3 separate regions of the Mus musculus genome follow, and all the other regions are linked to region 3. A link is a contact called in public Hi-C and HiChIP or PLAC-seq data. All regions are on one chromosome and are shown on one strand. The core of a region is the stretch at or near the end of the contact, and the rest is flanking DNA. Distances in the headings are between cores, read along the strand shown.

Region 1 (2,700 bases), core at 185-2,684, 210 kb before region 3:
CCATTATAGTTTCTGATCACTGATCCAAGACATATTTCTATCATCTTGAAGTAAGTATAAACACCGACAAGTGTGGCCAGCAAGTCAAACTGACCATTAAACACTACTTTTTTTTTTTTTTTTCTAATTCATGACCAACTTAAGAAGAAGCCTATTTAGGATTCAAGATTTTTAACATAACCCTGAAACCTTCAAAATTCTGAGTTGTGAATCTGAGAGATATGACCGGAAGTTCTCTGGCCCACACTTTTATATGGAAGACTTGACAATTTAAAAAAACAAAACAAAACAAAAAAACCTTCCTCTCCTCCTCTAACAACACATCAGCATCTTATCTCAATATAGGGTTCACTTTAAGTTTGACAATCAAGCAGAAACTGACCCTTCTTGTTGTAACTATTATTTACATATTTACCCTGTTTAAGGTATATAATGCACTAATACATCCTCTGGTTACTTAGTCACTCTATATGTACATGTGGGAATGACAGCCTTCCTGGGAGAGTACATGTAAGGTCTCTTTGGCTATGTTGCAGACAAAAAAAAATGAGATCGCTGTTCCCTATGGAACTACTTCAAAGACGGAAGCTTTCAGATCGCTTGCTGAATGTATAAGCAACTCATTAAGCCTGTGTCAGCACCTCATTAGCACTCAACTCGGAAAGGATGTCTGGCTAGCTCATGAAATAACGGATTTGATAACTATCCCCAAGAGTGTAAAATAACTTTTTTTTTTTTATTTACTGGAGAAAGGCACAAAATTAGACTTGTAAAGTAGGACAAACTACCGTTTCATTTCCCAAGTCACTGAGTATGAAGTAGATCTTAATGGACAGGGTGTGTGTTTTACAGGGGCTTAAAAAAAAAAAAAAAAAGCAGACGCTTAGAGTCTGTGCAGTCTAGGGTAGGAGAATCGGACGCTAGCTAGATGTCTTCCCCAGAGGCCTGGGGACTTTAATCACGTACCAGGGCTTCCTTCCCTACAGTCAGGACTGAGGTGTAGGCTTCCAGATACACGCGACTGCATCGTCTCACAACTTCCAGGCCCTTGACTGTGATGTCCTTGGCATCTCCCAGGCCCAAGCCGATCAAGTAAAGCATTCCGAACTCCAGGGATGGGGAGACTGCAGAGCGAAGTGAACAACAGAAAAACGTCAGCTAACACCGGGGACCTAAAGTCTAGGGATGAACATAAAAACCAAGGTGGCACCCTGCGTGCGTCCGACACTCCTGCATACTCTTAGAAAATAATGGAATGACTGTTTTTAAAAGTGTGATCCGATTACCCGCTTAGAGACTCGGAGGTGATTCGCTGACGTCCCTCAAAGTCTCACTGCAGCCTTTTAATAATTGCAGTCCCCAAACCATGTGCCCATCAGAGACAGAGCTTCCGGGTCTCACCTAACGGCGCCGTAAAGCGCAGAGCCCTTCACAGCACTTTACGACTGGCAGGAGGCGGAGATGACAGACCGCTCCAGGAACGAGCTATAGAGCGATCGCATACCCCCCGCAAGGCCCTCCAGGACTCGCTGACTCCCGGGCAGAGGTCAAGGGTCAGGAATGGGTCCAGCTGTGCGCCTGGAAAGGACCCAGCGTGCCCACGCTCCCGGCAAGCCAGGACTCAAACATCCCCAAAGGGCGTCCGGGCTGATGACGATAGCTCCCAATCGCCCTCCAGACGCACACTGGCAGGAACAACCGGAGGGACTTCCCTGACCGACCCCGCGTTTGCTCAGCTTTGAATTCCCGCTCTGTAGATCTGTCGCAATTTAACCAGAAGTCACCCTGGTGAGGGGACAGGTTGGCTTGCCCTGCTGAGTGTGGTTGTTAAGTTCCCAGGGGGGGGGGGGGGGCTGTGACTCCTTCTAGGGGTTTGTCCCTGGGATCTGATACCAGAATGCCTCAAGGGAATCTGCCTTAGTCACCCTCGGTGGAGAGTGACCTTTTAAGAGTGCTCAAGGGATGACTAAATACGAATGTGATGACATATACGGATGAAAAATGCCATAATGAAGCCCATTACTTAGTATGCTAACCAAAGGATAATTTTAAAAAAGAAAGTAGTTCTATGGCGGGAAGCGCATAACAAAAAGGAAAGTGCTTTAAACCTCTCAGCGGTTGTTGCAGAGATTCTTAAAGATTGGTTACACGCAGCTCCAGTAAGCGAAAAGTTTACACTGCAGATGCTCTTCCTAAATTCACTGGTAACTTTATCCAAGTTGGGAAGACAGTTCATTGCTTCTCTTGGCACAATGTAATGGCCTTTCAGATTTTTCTTAAGTCTAGCCTTTTCCTCCAAGGGTGCACGAAGACCTGATTCTCCCTGTTCCCACTAAATTGATTTATTCTTTGCACCATATTAAAATACATACACCTCAAAATAGATCATGGTGTAAATGGAAAGACCTAAAATTATAACAGAAGAAAAAAAAAAAAGAAAAGAAAAGAAAATCTGACCTATCCAGGGAGAGATTTCTCAGGTATGCTATAAAAGGCATGTTGCAAAGAGAGAGGAAAAAAAGTCATACTTTAATAATAAAAACTCCCTTCAAAAGACTGAAGTCGTACACTGAGAGAAAATGTTTGCAAACCAGAAATTTGACAAAAGACTTGTCAACAGAGCAAACAAACCAAAGGAAGGCTATCAAGATGCTGGTAAAGGAACTTGTCACGCAAGTCTGACAACCTGAGTTTAATCCT
Region 2 (2,700 bases), core at 37-2,536, 130 kb before region 3:
TGTGAGAAAAAGAAATCGTCCCATTAAAGACAACTGCAGTAAGATAAGTGTGCCAGTGGAAACACACATAAGCACAGGGATGTCTGGAGAAATTTACAGTCTTAGAAGTGACATCTAATGCCCAAAAAATCTTACCGAGGGCTCTCCACAACCTTCTCTATCTTATGCTTCCCAAACCTTTTTCTTTATCTCATTACATGTTCAGTATCTCATCCATATACTTATCAAATATACTCGGCAGTGTTGGCTTACAGACCCTTCCACTAGACTACTCCCAACAGCGACCTAGCAACAGCTTGAGTCATCATCACCTCTACCATTACTACCTGCTCTGCTGAAAGAAAGCATATAAAGGATTGTGCTTGCTACACTAACCTCCCTCCCTCTCTCTCTCTCTCTCTCTCTCTCTCTCTCTCTCTCTCTCTCTCTCATACACACACACACATATCTCTTTCTCCTTTCTCCCCTCCCACATGTTCCCAGCTGGCCACTCCTTATCTGACTCCCCTCCCCTTTCTCTGCCTCTACCCCTTCTCCAGGTCCCTGTTCTCTTCCCTTCCCCCACAATAAACTTCCTTTATACTAGGTCTGTCACATGGCATGATTCTCAGGGGGACACCTTGGCATGGGCCCACCAGGTACCATCTTACTTCATCGCTGCCGCATTATATTTCATAACAGACAGGAAATTTGGGCAGTTATTACTAGCAGAAGACTTTAAAGAAATCATTTGAGACAGTGTTTCAGTATGTAGCCTGGAGTAGCCTCTAACTCACTTGTTTCTGCCTCTCCAGTGCTGGGTTAAAGGCATGAGCCACCCTGATAAGCCAAAAGACATTGTCATACAGTTTAGTAGACAACAAGAGAGCCATGACAGCAACTTATTCTGGTATACAAAACAGTGAGTAAGGTTGATTTATATTAAGTATACCACCTTCTACCATCACCACATACAGTCCCAAATGACAATTTAAATCGAGTCAAAATCATGTCCTCTTAGATGTGGAAAGCATTTCAGCTTTCCTTGTCCCCGCATCTCCTCCTCTGCACTTGCTGGGCTCTTCCTGCTTTAGGCTGAGGTCACTTAAACATGTGTTTCCTACTCACGTGGGAAGGTTGCCAGTCTCTGACTGACGGTGAGGAAGGAAACAAAGGATGAAAGTTTATCTTGTATTATTCACGTAGTAATAACTAAACAGACGTTGAAAAACCACAGCTTTATTTTGTACATGTTTGGAGGACTTGTAGAGAGACAGTTTAGCTCCTATAGTGAAGAGATGTGTGCACAAACCACCACGGTGCTCTCTCCTAGTGTGCTGGCACACACCTTCGGGCGGGGTTGTGTTACTGCTAACGGATTTAGTTGTGGTTTACTGCCACTTTGAACTATCAAGGTTGTTTGATCCAGCATTAGAAGATTGCATTTTATAAGACCCAAGGCAACACCCACTACAGCTGTTGGCCCCGTAATGTGCGTCACACCTCAGACAGCCTGCCCAGCCACTGCTTTCCGGTTCCTGTTATTGTCTCAAAATGCCAAAGTTTGGAATTAAAAATCACTCCCAAAAGCCCTTGACTATGATTCTGTGAGCAAGTGTAAAAAAGTGCACACAAGTATGTAAGTTACAATCAAACTTAAAAGTCTAGATATGCAGTGTTAGTTTCTCTTAAAAAGAAATGTAAAAGTATTTGACAAAGCAGCAGTCACACTCTCTCCGCTCAGAGTTCTCAGCTTTTATCAGTGTGCTGGCTCTCCAGCTTTAGATTACAGTGTGCTCCAGTGTCCTCTGCCTGAAGCACTTCTTGGCGTCCTCATTTCAGAGTCTGACCTTGCACTCAAGAAACTGCTTAGTCAAAGCTTGCCCGCCTCTCAACAGTGTTAGGACACATCCTGGTCATTTGTGAGTTCTGAAGTCTTCAACACCAATGGGCTTTTAGCTGCCAGCACACAGGTCCCTCTCTCGGCTTCCTGATGGAAATGAAATGTTCTTTGTGATCTGAGCAGTGCTCAGGTCCCTGGTTTGGCCTCCATGTGTTCTCTGTCTACTCTCACATGACAATCATTTATTTTTTTAGCTTAAAAAAGAAAATAAAACTCTTAGAAACACAAAATGCCAAATGCCCATGTAACACTATGAGGACTACAGTGGACTATTGTGTAGAAGATTAGCTGCCTCCTCATCGCATACATGTTCGTGTCTGTGCATGTGTGCGTGAGTGTGTGCGCACGCGTGTGTGTGTGTGTGTGTGTGTGTGTGTGTGTGTGTATACATATGTGCATTTCATGTTAAATCCAATACCATATTCTGCTCTACCCTCTTCTCTACATTCTATAGATTTCCTGCTTCTTAGACTTATGTCATTTAAATATGCACGTACATGCATATTTTGTTACAAAAAGTAGGTAATCAGAGACAAACAGATGGCTCAGCTTGTTAGAGCCATCACAGGGCCTGGCATAGGATCTGGGTTCAATTCCCCTAACTCCAAGGAATCTGATGCCTTCTTCTGACTTCCTCGGGCACTATGCGGTACACATACATACATACATACATACATACATACATACATGCAGGCAAAACAGTCATACACATAAAAATAAATACATCTAAGAAATTGGACTATATTTATATAATCCATTATTGGAAATATATTAAATGTTCAATAACTTGCATTTTTCCTTAGTGGAGAGGAGATCGT
Region 3 (2,700 bases), core at 6-2,505:
AGCTAGGCTTGGTTGTCAAACACCTAATTCTTAGCACTCTGGAGGTAGAGGCAATAAAAACCCAATTACTGCTACAATTTAAAATTAACAACTCGGGGCTAGAGAGATGGCTCAGTAGTTAAGAGAACTGACTGTTCTTCCAGTGGTCCTGAGTTCAAATCCCAGCAACCACATGGTGGCTCACAAGCATCTATAATGGGATTTGATGCACTTTTCTAGTGTGTGTCTGAAGATAACTACAGTGTAGTTACATATAATAAATAAATAAATAAATAAATCTAAAATTAACAACTCAATCTTTATTTTCAACACCAGAGCTCACATTATAAACGACATGCAATAAACTCTTTGCAAAAGTTGGCCATTTAAAAGTTAGGGTAGTTGTTACTGTATGTCTGTTTCTCTTAAGCCAGTTTCTTGTATTTCAGGCTAACCCCAAATAGCCTATGTAGTTGAGGATAGCCTTGAACTTCTGATCTCCCTGCTTTTACCTTGCTGGTTTATAAACTATTCGGAACTGGACTCAAGGCATAAAACAGGTCAGGCAAGTAGAATATCAACTGAGTCACATCCCTTTCTTTGAGACAGGTTCTTCCCATGTTGCCTAAGCTGGTCTGCAACTCATGATCTCCCTCCTTCGGCCTCTCAATTGCTGAGATTGTAACAGTGCACCACCATATCTGAATGCACATGTACATTATACAGACATGCACACAAACGTATTCATACTTTAAAGTATTACTTTAAGTTTTTAACGTTTTTTTTTGAGACAGCCTCCTACAGCTCAGCATGTACACTTACCTCCTCTTTAAATGCAGTGAAATTCCCTTTAGCTAGTAATGAAATTATAAAGACAGCAGAGGCTAATGGGGAAAGAAGTGTAGCAGAGAGCAGAGGTACATGTATAAGAACTAAAGAAATGAAGGCTTATTTTGAGCCCAGAAAGGAGAGATGAGCCTCTCCCTTCCTTGCTACCTGACCCCACCCTCTTCCCCTTTTCCTCCCTCCCCCCCTGCCCTTCCCCACCCTTGCTGACTCTCCAGATGTGCCTCCACTGAAGGGAGACAGGATTTCCTGATTATAATGAGGAAACACAGCTGATCACGCACACCAGTGCGCTCAGATCGAGATCTGACCCCCTTTGACCTTTTGCCCCATCCCCTGTTTACCAGTTTGAAGGCTGACACACGTGACTGTCAATGGAAGAAAAAGACAGCGAGGAGCCACAACAACTGTGCCAAGCGGTGGTTGTCAGCTTGGCAGAGCCCCACCTTGTCTCTTCCTGTGTATGAGACGAGATGAGAACCGGGTTGGTGCCCTGATGGTTTGGGGTGGAAATAGATCTGCAATGCTACAAACAGCCGCTTACTAAACTCTAGGCACCACTTCTCTTCTAAACTCTTCTAAACTCTAGGCACCACTTCTCTTCTGAAGTGGGACCTTTTTTGGCCCTCAGTCTGGCCTCAAACTCTTAGGCTCACATGAGAGTCGCAGGCTCTCAACTAACTGAGACTACAAGCATGCACCCCCTGGCACCCTACTTCCTCTTTTCCCTACTGTCTGCATTTTCTTCTTAGTAATCACATTCATATCCATGCTTTGAATTACCATCTATGAGCTGAATGCTCCTGGTGGTGACCCCGCATATCACCCAGACGTTCTTTTCAGTATGAGGTGTGCATCTCCCAACTGCTGGAGGGGTTCATCATTCGCAGCTTACAGCGACTCTTCCTTTCTTCCCTCTCTTTTCTTCTTTTCCTTCCTTTCCTTTCCTTTCCTTTCCTTTCCTTTCCTTTCCTTTCCTTTCCTTTCCTTTCCTTTCCTTTCCTTTCCTTTCCTTTCCTTTCCTTTCCTTCCTCTCCTTCCTGCTTCTTCTTTCCTTCTTTTCCTACCCTCTCTTTCGCCTCTTCTCTTCCCTTTTCCTCCCTATCTCCCTCTCCCACTTCATTTCTTTTCTCTTTTCCCATTTCGTTAGCTTGCTTTTTTTGTTGTTTGTTTGTTTTTGTTTTGTTTTATTTTGTTTCTAGTACTGAGAATGGAACCTAGGGCCTCTCACATGCTAGGCAAACACTCTGACACTGAGTGACATCCCCAGCTTTTGTTTTCTGAAAGACAGGTCATCACTAGGTAGCCAAGATCAACCTCAAACTCGCAATGCTTCCACCTCAGCCTGAGAGCTGGGATATTGGGAAGGTACCATCAACCCCAGCCCATTCTCCTCCTATATCACATTTCTTCACCAAGAGCAGCCTGCATCTAATGCTGGTAGAAAGAAGACTCAGGATTTGATAGTTCAGGACAATTCTGAGAGGCCATGCTGGTGCCAAAGATCCATGTAGGACTGGCTGGCATCTCTGTGATACCACCACCATAATCCACCTTCTCCCTCTGCCCAGTCTTGCTTCTTTCTCCCTTCTAGACATTTTCTCCAGGGACATTACAGTGCTTGACACAGTAACAACATCCAGATACCACTTCAGGAACAAAGAACTAATGATCATGGCTTCCAGGATCCTGGGTTAGTGTACTCAGACAGCCCTTTCAGGGATGCTTACATTCAATGACTAGCCAAATGAGACCCATAGGCTCCATTTTTTTTTGGTCTCAGCTTGAGATGGCAACAAGGGAATTGTTTTAATGTGTAAGCCCTGACCCTGAGGGCAGGAAATACCTTGACAGTTTAAGGAACATGTGGTTTGA

The links. A called contact is a pair of places that touch in the nucleus more often than the background predicts. HiChIP or PLAC-seq counts read pairs in DNA pulled down with a chosen protein or histone mark.
Region 1: a contact with region 3 is called in an H3K4me3 HiChIP or PLAC-seq map of the SCID.adh cell line, with 26 read pairs. The contact joins the promoter of A930005H10Rik here to the enhancer-like site in region 3. A contact is called at or near these places in 8 of 39 promoter capture datasets (the C10 cell line, the HPC-7 cell line, cranial neural crest and 5 more), 3 of 15 datasets of contacts at CTCF or cohesin (CD8 T cells, the NIH/3T3 cell line and large pre-B cells), 7 of 484 Hi-C or Micro-C datasets (B cells, CD8 T cells, DN3 thymocytes and 4 more), 38 of 115 datasets of contacts at active chromatin or transcription factors (the 230-238 cell line, CD8 T cells, the SCID.adh cell line and 24 more) and 6 of 9 other capture datasets (adipose tissue, bone marrow-derived macrophages, embryonic stem cells and 3 more).
Region 2: a Hi-C map of effector CD8 T cells shows a contact between it and region 3, with 2.6 times the contacts expected there. The contact joins two enhancer-like sites. A contact is called at or near these places in 11 of 484 Hi-C or Micro-C datasets (CD4 T cells, CD8 T cells, LSK cells and 5 more) and 11 of 115 datasets of contacts at active chromatin or transcription factors (CD4 single positive thymocytes, CD8 T cells, the HPC-7 cell line and 6 more).

Annotation. Positions count from the first base shown.
Region 1 is chr3:115,886,864-115,889,563 of GRCm38.p6, reverse strand. A930005H10Rik (RIKEN cDNA A930005H10 gene) reads left to right here and starts at 1,434. Exons shown (of 2, transcript NR_015487.1): 1 at 1,434-1,800. Dph5 (diphthamide biosynthesis 5) reads right to left here and starts at 1,381. Exons shown (of 8, transcript NM_027193.2): 1 at 1,287-1,381; 2 at 967-1,124. The coding sequence starts at 1,101.
Region 2 is chr3:115,814,462-115,817,161 of GRCm38.p6, reverse strand. No RefSeq gene overlaps it. Among named protein-coding and RNA genes, the nearest start is that of A930005H10Rik, 72 kb to the left of the region's middle. Within about 2 kb of position 1,286, at least 145 of the 459 cell types and tissues checked have an H3K27ac peak or open chromatin away from gene starts, as enhancers often do. A contact at or near this core is called in CD4 single positive thymocytes, CD8 T cells, the HPC-7 cell line and 5 more, where this site is marked.
Region 3 is chr3:115,681,371-115,684,070 of GRCm38.p6, reverse strand. No RefSeq gene overlaps it. Among named protein-coding and RNA genes, the nearest start is that of S1pr1, 32 kb to the left of the region's middle. Within about 2 kb of position 1,255, at least 115 of the 459 cell types and tissues checked have an H3K27ac peak or open chromatin away from gene starts, as enhancers often do. A contact at or near this core is called in the 230-238 cell line, B cells, CD4 single positive thymocytes and 19 more, where this site is marked.